Linked DNA regions of Mus musculus: all the other regions are linked to region 2. The links are chromatin contacts, called in public Hi-C, HiChIP or PLAC-seq and promoter capture Hi-C maps. All regions are on one chromosome and are shown on one strand. The core of a region is the stretch at or near the end of the contact, and the rest is flanking DNA. Distances in the headings are between cores, read along the strand shown.

Region 1 (2,893 bases), core at 10-2,509, 640 kb before region 2:
CAATGAATCTGCACCGTTCTTCAGATTGGTGGCGCTTCTGCTTACCCACGCTCTGCCATTGCTTCCTGTAGTTCCTGGCTTCCTCTAGGTGCTCATTCAGAGTAGATGAGTATCACTTTGTATTCAAGTCGGAGAACTAGCTAGCTAGCCTGGTCTACAGAGTGAGTTCCAGGACAGCCAGGACTATACAGAGAAACTCTGTCTCAAAAACAACCAAAAAAAAGAAAAAAGAAAAAAAAGAGAGAGTGAGAGAGAGAGAGAGAGAGAGAGAGAGAGAGAGAGAGAGAAATGAGTTGCCATCTACCAACTCCAGGGAGAGGCTTGGTCCGTGCTTTATACTCCGAATGTCTGTCTCACTTGGTCATTGAAGGAGGCAGAGACTCTAGTCTTCAGAAAGGCCAGAGGGAAAGCTGAGAAGCAGTGATCTCTGGGTTTCCTTTTCACTTAGAGATTCTGTGCAGTTATGCTTACAGGGAAAGCTGACGCCGTGTTCTGAGCACCGTTGCTCAGAAACCATCTGAGATGCATCCACTGTGCCCCCCGTGGCTTTCTATTTGGAGGCATTTAACTTTTATTACTTTTCTTTGTTCATTTAGTTGATCAATATTGTTTCCCGTGTGCCAAGCTACAGAAGAGAAGGGGATCAGAGAGGCTTCCGTTCTCACAGAGTCAGTCATGAGGATGAGGCAGCGTGGGTAGCAGCTATAACGGTAACTTGCCAAGGTGCACATGGTACAAAAGAACATGTACCACAGCACAAAAAAATGCCACGATGCAGGGGTGAGCATCACAAGCTTGGACTGCATTCTGAGTGTCAAAAAGATGCAGAGAACCTTCTGCACTAAGTTCCTTTTTACTTGGCCCCAGAAGGGGGTGGGGGGGGCAGAATTTAATGACTGGCAACAAAAAGAGAAATAGCAAGGGAAGGAGAGGTGGGTGTCAAGAGAAGGGATTAAAAAAAATCAGAGATGAGATTTGTTTACCCCCTGCACAGCTCGCCTGGGCACTGCCCAGGTGTGCCTATGAAGTGATACCATGGCCTTGTATACTGCACAGTCTGTACCTGGAAGGCTCTTCCAAGGTTATTCCACCAAGGAAGACCCTTATCCAGAGAGACGTGAGAATTTATAGTCCTGGGGCTTTCACTTGGTCCTTTGCTTGGTCACCATGGCAACAGTTGCTCCTGCTGCTCTGGGCTTGGCTTCCCTGGAGGTAGCCCTGTAATGATAATGTATCATCCTCATGCTGCTAAGAACAAAGCCTGCTGAAATTCCAGCCTCAGTTAAAATGAGAGGCCCTTCTCCAGGAGGTAGCAGCTGCTCTGACTAGGGGGGTGGGATCCGTGTTAGAAGGAAGATTTCTCATGAAGATACAGTTGGGTAGATGCAGATCTTGCTTCACATGGTAACTGTTCTGGTGATGGGGAAGCCAACTCCTAGCTCAGGTCTTCCCAGAAGCCCCGCAAATGTCTTCATTATTCAGAGAGAGAGGGAGAGAGAGAGAGAGAGAGAGAGAGAGAGAGAGAGAGAGAGAGAGAGAGAGAGAGAGAGAGAAAGCCATCCTTTGCTCTGGCCCAGAAGTGTGGCACAGGCCTGAGGGCATATCTCAAACTGAGTTCAGACTTACCACTTATTCCTCTGTAAAAAAAAAAAATAATGATAAGATCCATGGAAATGTTAACCAAGGGCCTGGCTGGTGAGGGAACTACAGGGAAAGGCAGGAAGGTACCACACTTTCAGCATAGAGGGCTAGAGGATGCTACCATCTTCTATCCAGTTGCATGGTTCTTTCCTGTGATTGCTCTGATCATCTGTCCACCCATCCCAGATGATCACAGAGAGTAACAGCATCCAGATTGGTCAAGCTCCGAGAAAGTTTTGGGCCTCGCTCCCTTTCCATTCGTGAACTTCGTTCAGATTTGGACTTTTAACTGAAGACGCCGACCTCCCCACAGTTCTCCACAACCACACTTTGCTGAACCAAGTGACACGATGCTTTTGTTTTCCACGGTCCGATTTGTGTCATCTCGCTAGCTAACAGCCATTTTTAACCTCCTAGGCCAGTCATGCTGGTCTTGCTTGTTGCTTGCAGAGGGTGAAAGATTTAGGACATTCATTCTTACTGGGTTCAAATTTTGTGAAGCAAAACTTATAAAAGTGTAGTGGGGAAAGTTTCTGAACACAGCTGACCAAGTGTATTTCATTTCACACGTGTGATAAAGGTCTGTACTCACAGCGCTGTAAATGTGTATCTCCTGTTCTCTCCCAGTCACTTACTGAGTATGTTTATCCATCTTTCTTAGGGTCCCATTAGAAAACTTGCTGGGGTTTAAGGAATGGATATACTCGGCTTCGGTGTGCGTGGACAAACACTGTTACAGCGGTCATATCAATTTGCATGCCTGTCAGTAGTTTCTGAAAGTTCTAGTTCCTCCAGAACCTTGTCAGCACTTGATCTTGTCAGTCTCGGCTACTTTAGCTCTCCTACTGAGTAGATCTTAGTAGATATGAGTTTGAATTTTCTACCCACTGCTGACATTAGTAATTTTCCGTGTTTGTTGGCCATTTGGATACTGTATATTTTCTTCAAATGTCTTGTTTACATTTTACTGAGTTGTATATTTAAGAATTTTAAGAATTTAAGTAAATACATATTTATGTGGAATCTGTTTAGGTTGTGTGGAGATACTTAAGTCTATGGATTCTTAAATCTTTGTCTGCCATTGGCCTTGACCATTTTCTCTTCAAATATTATTTCTACCTCTTTCTCTCTGCCCCCCTTTCTTTTGGCATTTTGACTACATAAAGCTTTTAAAATCTTGTTCTGTATACTCCATTCTCTCTCTCTGTGTGCATGTATGTGTGTGTGTGTGTGTGTGTGTGTGTGTGTGTGT
Region 2 (2,755 bases), core at 40-2,539:
GGGATTCGCGGGAGCCCTGAGCGCCGGGGCTCCTGGGTGCGCCGGGTAAGGGGTCCGCTGAGCGGGTTTGGCTGGCCACCAGCGGGAGGCACAACCACGCTGAGCCAGCAGGGATGGTGTCTTGGCTCGTGGGCTCGCAGCCACGCAGTCTCTTCTAACTGCCGGATGAGTTTAAGCACCGCCAGCACTCACCCAAGCCCACCCCTGCTCCAAAGCTCAGAAGGCGAGAAAGGCGTCCGCCTCGCACTTGCTGTCCCTGGAAGATTGCAACCCGGCAGCTTCTAGGGCTGATTTCCCCCCCAGGGTGCGGTCAATGGATTTGGCCCCTCTCGTTTGGCAGTCACTTGCTGGGGTACTAGTAGGACCTTCTGTGATCCCCCAAGCAGCCTGCCTGCGGAGCCCAGAGTCCGGAAACCTCAGACTGCGAAAGGGAGACAGCAAGCTACCGCTCGCCAGCCAGCGCATCCAGGCCCGGGATAGAAAGAGCCGAAGGTGCCGACTCTAGGAGCCCAGTGGCCCGAGGTATCGCTTCCCAGACCAGCTTCGCCCAGAGCTAAGGAGCTTGCACCGCAATGCAGCGGGATCCAGGCTCTCTAAGCCGGAGATGTCCGGTGATCGTGCTGTCTGGGAGCACCAGAGCGCAGGAGCCGAAAGACTCTGCGTGCGAACGAACCTGCTGTGGGCGCCCAGGGTCGGCGCAGGGCATGCCTGTGGGTACCGCCCCATCCCGGTGCCCCATCTCTACCCAGGATCGGTGACATTCTCTCTCTCCAGCACCAGGATGCCCGGCCGAGCAGCCAAAGGAGCCCTGCAAAGCGCGCGGCACCCATGAACTGGCAGCCGGCAGCCACCAAGTTGCTCCGCGAAGGGTACGTTACCTTCCATCGCGGCCACTGCAGATGCCAGGAGGAAGAGCAGCAAGCAATCCAGGGCCATCGCCGGCCAGCGGCCCCCAGGCCGAGCCCCAGCGGAGACGCGCCGCGTCCCAGGGCGCCGCTGCGCTCCCGGCGGGTGGCTTCTCCGTGTCCTTTCGCGCTCTGGCCGGGACCGGACTCCCCGGAGCGCGGCGTGGGCGTGGGCGGGAGTGTGCGCGCGTGGGGCGGTGCGGGCGCGCGTGGATGTGGGTGTGCATGTGTGTGTGTGTGTTTATGGGAGAGGTGGGTGTGTGCGTGCGTGTGTGAGAGAGGGTGAGGGAGAGCGAGCCTGGGAGAGCGCGCGAGAGCGTGTGCGTCCTGGTGTCACATTGCGAGCTACAGCGGAGCCTACGGGAGGACAGAGCGGGCCAGACTGACGGGGGAGGGAGCGGGATCCCCCACCATCAGCTCTCTCTCCACCCCTAACACCTCCTGTCCAATCAAGGAATCAAACCTGCAAAATTCCCTCATCCAATCAGGCGCGAGCACCTCCTTACACTGGCATTGTTAGTTTAAGAAAAACTTTTGCTTGCAAGGCTGTGTGGGAGGGTTAGGAAGGCGCTAGGAGGTGATCGCGCTCCCTCTTGTGGTGATTTAGGAGAACTGCAGCCTCGCACGCTCGCTTTCCCCAAGCTGAAAAGGAGGGGCTCAGCCAAGAAGTCAACTGAGGTCCCTTATGCTTACAGACACCCCACAGCTACTCCTGACTATTCCTATGCAGAATGCCGCCACCCTATATCATTTTACTAATCAATTTTGTTTATTTTTGAGTCTTGTCTGATCTCGTTCACTCAGAATTCCTGGAACCTTAACAGTGTCTTATTCTTGGCATGCATCTGTGGAGTGAGTGAATATGGTTTCAAGACTTTATGGCCGGCTGCTCGGGGGTAGTTAGAACACCCTGTGGGCTTCCTATCATATCCTCAGCTGTATATCTCCAAAAGTCTCTTCCCAGGTGGATCTCTGAGCATCCACTGTAGGGCCTGCTGTCAGAAGACAGTCATAATGGGAAGACATGAAGAAACAGCCGAAAGTCTGACAACTTGTTGGGGTATGGGGAAGGGAGACATTGCTTTGAACCAGGCCTGGAGGTAGGTGGGAAGGACTGAGTTCTGCAACCACAGGAAAACCAGGCTCCAGAATAGAAGTGGTTTCCCACCATCAGCTCTGATGATAATGCCCCATTTTGCTGTCTGTTGATCAGGTCAGGCTGTTTCAGATCCGGCCCTGGCCTTGATGCTTGTCAGAAGCTGTGTGGCAGAAGGTCCTCACCTCCTCCCGCAAGGTTAGGGATGCTCCTGGAAGACTCATGTGGGAGGGGCTTCAGCCCCCTCCCCAAACCTTTTAAAGACATTAACATCTGGCAACTCTCCTTTGGGAATTTAGTTACATTGATTCCCCACCCTGGGTACTTACTCTGTCTTTCACAGACACTGCCTCCCTCTTCACCACCCCAGCCACACTCAGACCCCTGATTCTGACAGGTCTTTGTTTCCCAGACTTTGACACAGGCTGTTTGTGTCTTCCCCTACCATCCACCCATCCGGCCTCAGAACCTGAAAGGATGACGTCAGTGACCGCTGCTTAATCTTCCCTAATACTACCTCAGCTGCTCTTTGTCCCTCCACAGCACTGTGTCTTGAAGTCCCTTAAGTGAGGGATGCCCCTCTCTGACATGGGTGAGTACTGGGTCTTTTGCAGCTTTGGCAACACTCTCCACAGTCCAATTTCACTGCCTACCTGTCTTACTACTTCTTGCCCTTCCTCCTTCATCCCTCCAGCCTCTAAGAGAGGAATCCCCAAAGCTCTTACCTTGAAACCCCTCCCCCTCCCTGCACTGG
Region 3 (2,861 bases), core at 68-2,567, 750 kb before region 2:
AATTCACTCTTTTTTAGGCCAAATACACACACACACACACACACACACACACACACACACACACACACAAACACCTTTATCTTTTGCTCTGTCCTTGGACATCAGGGTTGATCCCATAACTTAGCTAGTTGTGCAAAGCTCTGAAATAAACCTTGATGTGCCATGATCGTTCTAAAATTAAAATACTGTCATTTACTCGTTACCTTCCTTGACATTTTTAGTCTTATTCTTTCCAACATGCTCTAAGGGAGGCAATGCTCGGCCCACTTGATCTGTAAAAGAACAGAAGTTCAAACAAGTCATATCCTAAGGACACATTTTTGTTGTTGTTGTTGTTGTTGAGAGTGGCAGACCTAAGAGTTTAACTCAGGCTGTTCAAGCTATCCTGGCTAACCCCAGCCCTCTGTGATAGCCTGCTGGTCACTGTTCTATATTCTGCCTGCTGCAGTTCAATCTTCTGCCTTCTGATTGCTTTCATCGGTGAGCAAAGCAGGGAGGGAGTGTATAGACTTTATCCACATAAGACTTGGTAAGTTTCAAACCTTTGGACTCATCTCTCTCTAACCTAAGAGAGGATCTCAAATGATGTGATGAGACAAAGCTGCCACAGCCAAGTGCTTCCCACAGAGAGTCCATCAGGAGCCGCTGGAGTCATTTGGAATGGTACAAGAAGCAGCTTATGGAATGGAGAAATTGGGATGGATCTTGGGTGCACTTGTGAAGAATGAGATCTGTTAGCACCGTTCTCCTGATGACTTCAGGCATGGAAAGCGCATTGTTGGAATTATTTAAAAATGAACTATCAAAGCTCTTTGGGGACCAATCCTGTGCTAAAGGAGGCGGTGTGTGTGTGTGTGTGGGGGGGGGGGTGGATTGGACAAGATACCTTAATAGGTCATTTTAGTCTGTGATTTCAGTAAGAACTACTGCTCTCATGGTACATTGAGATTTTCTGATGGGTCTCAATATCTAAGCACAAGAAGTTTCCAGGCTGAACTGAAGGTGAGTGGTATGCAGGCTTTGGACAACTGGGAACTTTAACAGTGGATTTGCTTCTCTACATTCTCCAGAGGGGTCCCTGTGAGCAGTCTTGAGAAGCCTGTGTCCTGCTTACAGTACCCACCTGTCGGCAGGGCTGTGGGGACAGAGTCCATTCCCACCTGACTCTAAATGCCGTCCCTCGAGTTCATGTCTGTAGTCCCCAGCCAAGGCCCCAAGGCAGCTGGGAACAGTGACATATGTTAAATTGTCTGGTTCCCAAGGAGCCTGAGCAGGCCCACTGAGAGGCCCATAAAATCCTGCCTGCAATTCCCTGCCTCCATATGCTTCACTAGGTGTTTGCTAGGATTCGGGCTGGTGGGTACAGAGGGAGCCTGGCTAATGGCGTTGTTTGCGGAGTTAATTGTTCTGTTTGATCTGAGGCCCCTCTAGGATGCTCAGGGAAATGAGGTGTTTGGTCAGGGTTTTCCTCAGGAGCAAAGTTTACCTCATAATCTGAAAGGAGAAGAAAATGAAAAAGAAAGAAAGAAAGAAACAGGAAAGGTTGTCCAGAGGCATAAAGACTCGGCATAGGCTCGGCAGGACCCAGGGACCATGCCCTGTGTACAAGTAGCCTGAAGAGTGGGGAGGGCCTGCAAGCCGAAGAAAGCTTGTTTCTCACTGGCTGACAAATGAAGGCAAGAATAATACATCTCATAACTCTCCTTGTTCATGATGGTTACAATATTTATTTCCAAAGAGGCATCCCATAGGATGCAACAAAGGGTGCCTATGAAATAAGCCAATTGTAAGTCAGACATTACACTGGATGGCGGGGTGGGGGGGGGGGCAGGGGGGGGAGGCCGAGGATCACGCTCAACCTCTAGCATAATTTGGCTAGGAAAACAAAGTACTAAATTAGCCTGGGATATTAGAAATACAACGAAAACATAAACAGAAATACCCAGGAGCCCTGATTTTCACTGCGTAATGAAGGGATATATGCCTGATTAGGAGGAGAGAAAAATTATTTCCTGGCCTTAAATTCTGAGGAGGGATATTGAAGGAATAATTTTTCCCTATCACCAACACCCCATGGGGTTGTTTTAAATAAGTTAAATTATTGAGGAAAAAAAAAGTATTTTCTAAAATGTAGCACAAAGGCTACACACATGGCAGTCCCATTACTGTGCGTGACAGGTCCTTTGATAGCAATTTTGTCTTTGGAACAGCTTCCTGGGGCAAGGAGGCAGGCCTTGGAGTGTTTGGAGGTCTAGTACAGACTGAATTCCTTCAGCAAATTTAACTTTGTTTTCAGACTAAATGGTTGGGGGCCAGGGAGCTGAAGGTTTCCGTATAGATGCTAAGAGGAGGAAGGAAAGCTGGGGACAGGCAGCTGATTTGAGACTTTATTTGTGCTTGCTCCAATAAATCTGTGGTTTCTCTTACAACCTACCCAACTCCCGTAGATTCTCTTCACTTTCTTACCCTTTGTCTGGACTGCACGGGTGCCAATAAGTCATTTACGGTTACCCAATAGCACATGTGCCTCAATGTGTCTGACAATTTTACAAAATCATAGGCCAGGACTCCTTGAGACGCCCTCTTGAGTAGGCCTTAGGAAGCTAAGGTCTAGTGTGTGGAATGATAAATCCACCAGGCGGAGTCACTATCTTTGGCTCCATCATGCAATTTTAAAATTGAGGGACAAGGGTGCTAAACGGGAGCTTTAGACAAGAATCCAATAGAGATGTCATTACAGCATTATGTCCTGTGCACGGCTACATTCTCAGTCTTTATCAGGGTTAGCAGAGGTCCTCAACCCAGTGTGACCTACCTTTAATACTAAAAACTACGATATTCCGACCATTTTAAGGGTCGTT
Region 4 (3,141 bases), core at 354-2,853, 550 kb before region 2:
AGGAAGTTCAGATATAGGTTGAGTTTTTATGTAGGGGACATTTTTCTTCTTTCTTATTTGTTTGTTTAATTACGTGTGTTTGTGTGTGTGTGTGTGTGTGTGTGTGTGCGCGCGTGTGCGTGCGTGCATGTGTGTGCACATACCTCTCAGTGCCCATGTGGAAGTCCAAGGACAACATTGTGAAGCCAATTCTCTCCTTCGACTTTTTATATAGTTTCAGAGATTAAATTTAGGCTGTCATGTTTATCTTTTACCCTGTGAACTATTTCAACAGGCCATGACAATCTTTTCTTGTCCTAATTTATTCTCTGGCTGTTCTTAGATTTATACCTTGGAAACCTGACATTAAGACAAACATTTGACTTCCTCTCTCCCACTGGGAAATTCCATGCTCTTCCTCCTCAATTTCTTCCAGCTTCTCACTGGAGACACATCTTGGTCAGAGTCCTGCTCTATCAGAGCATCCTACTGCCCAGGGTACTATATGCAGCAACATGACAGGGGAGAGGCCATATCTCCAGTTTTTATCTCAGGAGTCTGTGCAAACACCTGAATAGAGACTCATTAACAGCTCTGTGCCATGAGGCCACATATCTTTGAGTCCTCACCTGCCATTAGCCCCTGGACAGGTGTCACCTTCTGGTCCTGCATGGAAGCCCTTCTCATGGAAGTCATAAACCTGTCCCGGCCACACTCATCTGACAATGCCACCCCTCTCTCTCTCTCTCTCTCGTACACAACCACCAGACCACCCACATCCACTATGGCCCTGGTTCCCTCGGGATAAAGCTTAGGCTCTATGAAGAGGAACCTCTATAATCTAGACTACTCGCTCTTCTGTTTGAGCCATTGCACAAGCTTCACATCTGATTCAACATAACCATGGTTTTGAGGAGGCAAAGGCCTTTTGTCCTCTGTCTATGCCATCTCCTATGTCTGGACTCCTCTCCCCGTTCAAATACATTCTCCAGGTCTCAGCCACATTCATGCTTAGAGTTTGTCTTGCTCAGTATGCTCAACCTTGAGACCAGAAAAATGACTCCTGAATTGTAGGTCAGTTGGTTGATCTCACCAGTAGACTGTTGGCCTTGTATACATATTCCCCACCATATTTCTGAGAAAACACTGATCCCTGGTTCCAGTCTCTCATCTGGATCTTTGAATGGCCTGAGAGAGTGGAGTGGAGGCCCTCTGAGCTGCTCTGACCAACACTCTCTCACCTCACTATAGCACTTACTTCTCCATGCATATCAAGAATTTTTTTCTTCTCAAAAACATTTTTTCTATCAATATTTGATGAGGGTAATTTCAAAGGCTTGTTTAGTAGGATCTGCACATAAGGAGCCCTTCTGAGTATTTATCACGCTCGGGGTATAATTACATTCAAATCCTGAGACACTGTTGCTAGGTAACCATTGCCGTAGGTTCCTCTGACTTCCATGCTTGAGGTGCTCCGCCTCTCTCTGGTGATATTAGGGGCAGGGACCAGCAGGTTAGGGCTTACCTCTAAATAAAGGTGACAGCAGAGTCTCTCATGCTGGAGGGATAGAATACTAGAGCAAGGGACATTTTGAACATCTTTCCTGGTGGGACTTAACCTGTGAATCACATCAAGGGGTTTGCTGCAAGCAAGATTAAAGAGGTGGTGAGGGAACGAGAAGAGGGCAGTCACTGCCTGTGAGACCCCAGGAGGAATCATCTTCAAGTCTTCCTTCTGTCTGCCTGCTCCCAGAGAAGGAAGCACTCATCCTACATCCTCTAAGGGCCTGGGAAGAGTTCAGTTTTTGTTTTTTGGTTTTTTTTTTGTTTTTTTTTGTTTGTTTTTTTTTTGGTTTTTTGTTTTTCCAGCAGGAGGATGCCCTTGTCCAAGGACACAGGGAAATCACCTGCCCTCTGGACTAAACAGCACCGGGCCCCTAATAGAAGCCTGCATGAGACTACAGCAGGGAAGCCAATTCTTCTCCCAGTGACATCTGAGGTTCTCAGATGGACTACGGGGCATGTAACTAGAGTAGAGACGACTGAAGTCTTGACCTGAGCTACTTTTCCTTGATGTTTCTGGGCTTTCTGGGCAGGGATAGGAAGCCCTTCACATTCACAGAGGTCTCAAAAGTTGACTTTGAACGTTTTTTTCTAAACAAGTCATAGGGTACAATCATTGTCTCACTCCATTAAACAAATCCACTTGTTAAGTGCCTGTCTTTAAAGTATACCACGTCATTATGTCTTTTGACAATATTTTTTCAACCATCTAGGACCTTTGAGTATAAGAAATAGCCATTTCCCTTGTGTACCTCCAAAAGCCTGCTTTAATCTCTCCCCACAAGAGCCTGATGCCTTGCAATGGATTGTTCATCTGTGGGTGCTGTCTTTGTGGCTACACTTTGATTAATGGCTGGTCAGGGCTGAACCCATACATTTGTGTTTAATGCTCCACTGAGTCAGCACCACTGGCCTTGGGGAAGGGAAGGGGAAAAAAAAAGGAAAAAAATCCAGGCAGAGAAATTCAGATAGAGTGTGGCATCCCATTTGCATTTCCCGACTCTGCTGCCCGATCTATTTCCCATTGGCCTTTGGAAATGTGCTAGATTGAATTGTGTTTCCTATTGCAAGTTTTAAATAAGGTGGATGATACAGTAGGCATTACTGTCTGCAGTCCCCTGGGCATAGCTGTGAATACACTTTCAAACCTCAGTGCAATTTCCCAGTCATCGCAGAGCAGTAATTGCTATTAAAAAGAATATATCCTCTTGCACGCACTCAAAATACCCTTGGCTCATCAGTGGGGAATATCGATTGTTGTCAATTTTTAATGCAAAAAATAATTAAAGACTTAGCATCTGTTCAAAATATTTACAAACAGCTTTACCATCAGTGTTTATCTTCCCAACCAGGAGCAAGAGCTGGAGATAATTGTTTGAGACATCAGCTGGGTTAAACACATTTTGTTTCAACATTAAAAGTTTGTAAGCTTTCATGTCAGGAGACACTGTGGGGGATGAATTTTCCCAGCGGTGGTGAAGAATGTGTGCTGAGCTGGTTAAGGCTGGTTTCCCTATAAAATGACACGGCATTCAAGGCTTTTTCTAAGTGACACTGGGGAGCGTGAAGCTGGGGACACCTTGGCTACCTTCTGAGTGT

The links. Promoter capture Hi-C pulls out the DNA fragments that hold promoters and counts their contacts. Hi-C and Micro-C count contacts between places; a contact is called where the count stands out from the background. HiChIP or PLAC-seq counts read pairs in DNA pulled down with a chosen protein or histone mark.
Region 1: a contact with region 2 is called in an H3K4me3 HiChIP or PLAC-seq map of embryonic hindbrain, with 10 times the contacts expected there. The contact joins the enhancer-like site here to the promoter of Ephb1 in region 2. A contact is called at or near these places in 8 of 39 promoter capture datasets (cranial neural crest, embryonic stem cells, frontonasal cranial neural crest and 4 more), 2 of 484 Hi-C or Micro-C datasets (cerebellum and ganglionic eminence), 13 of 115 datasets of contacts at active chromatin or transcription factors (craniofacial prominence, differentiating embryonic stem cells, embryonic basal ganglia and 8 more) and 1 of 9 other capture datasets (embryonic stem cells).
Region 3: a contact with region 2 is called in a Hi-C map of embryonic limb bud, with 2.8 times the contacts expected there. The contact joins the enhancer-like site here to the promoter of Ephb1 in region 2. A contact is called at or near these places in 16 of 39 promoter capture datasets (the 3T3-L1 cell line, the C10 cell line, the HPC-7 cell line and 12 more), 1 of 15 datasets of contacts at CTCF or cohesin (embryonic stem cells), 33 of 484 Hi-C or Micro-C datasets (the HL-1 cell line, LSK cells, cerebellar granule neurons and 13 more), 11 of 115 datasets of contacts at active chromatin or transcription factors (craniofacial prominence, embryonic forebrain, embryonic hindbrain and 5 more) and 1 of 9 other capture datasets (embryonic stem cells).
Region 4: a contact with region 2 is called in a promoter capture Hi-C map of hippocampal neurons, with 7 times the contacts expected there. The contact joins the enhancer-like site here to the promoter of Ephb1 in region 2. A contact is called at or near these places in 7 of 39 promoter capture datasets (embryonic stem cells, epiblast stem cells, frontonasal cranial neural crest and 3 more), 2 of 484 Hi-C or Micro-C datasets (both in cortical neurons), 9 of 115 datasets of contacts at active chromatin or transcription factors (craniofacial prominence, embryonic basal ganglia, embryonic forebrain and 6 more) and 1 of 9 other capture datasets (embryonic stem cells).

Annotation. Positions count from the first base shown.
Region 1 is chr9:101,716,977-101,719,869 of GRCm38.p6, forward strand. No RefSeq gene overlaps it. Among named protein-coding and RNA genes, the nearest start is that of Gm31326, 270 kb to the right of the region's middle. Within about 2 kb of position 1,260, at least 16 of the 459 cell types and tissues checked have an H3K27ac peak or open chromatin away from gene starts, as enhancers often do. A contact at or near this core is called in differentiating embryonic stem cells, where this site is marked.
Region 2 is chr9:102,353,404-102,356,158 of GRCm38.p6, forward strand. It overlaps Ephb1 (Eph receptor B1), which reads right to left and starts at 1,290. Exons shown (of 16, transcript NM_173447.3): 1 at 879-1,290. The coding sequence starts at 936.
Region 3 is chr9:101,601,709-101,604,569 of GRCm38.p6, forward strand. No RefSeq gene overlaps it. Among named protein-coding and RNA genes, the nearest start is that of Gm24638, 210 kb to the left of the region's middle. Within about 2 kb of position 1,318, at least 15 of the 459 cell types and tissues checked have an H3K27ac peak or open chromatin away from gene starts, as enhancers often do. A contact at or near this core is called in embryonic limb bud, where this site is marked.
Region 4 is chr9:101,806,043-101,809,183 of GRCm38.p6, forward strand. No RefSeq gene overlaps it. Among named protein-coding and RNA genes, the nearest start is that of Gm31326, 180 kb to the right of the region's middle. Within about 2 kb of position 1,604, at least 14 of the 459 cell types and tissues checked have an H3K27ac peak or open chromatin away from gene starts, as enhancers often do. A contact at or near this core is called in cortical neurons, forebrain and hippocampal neurons, where this site is marked.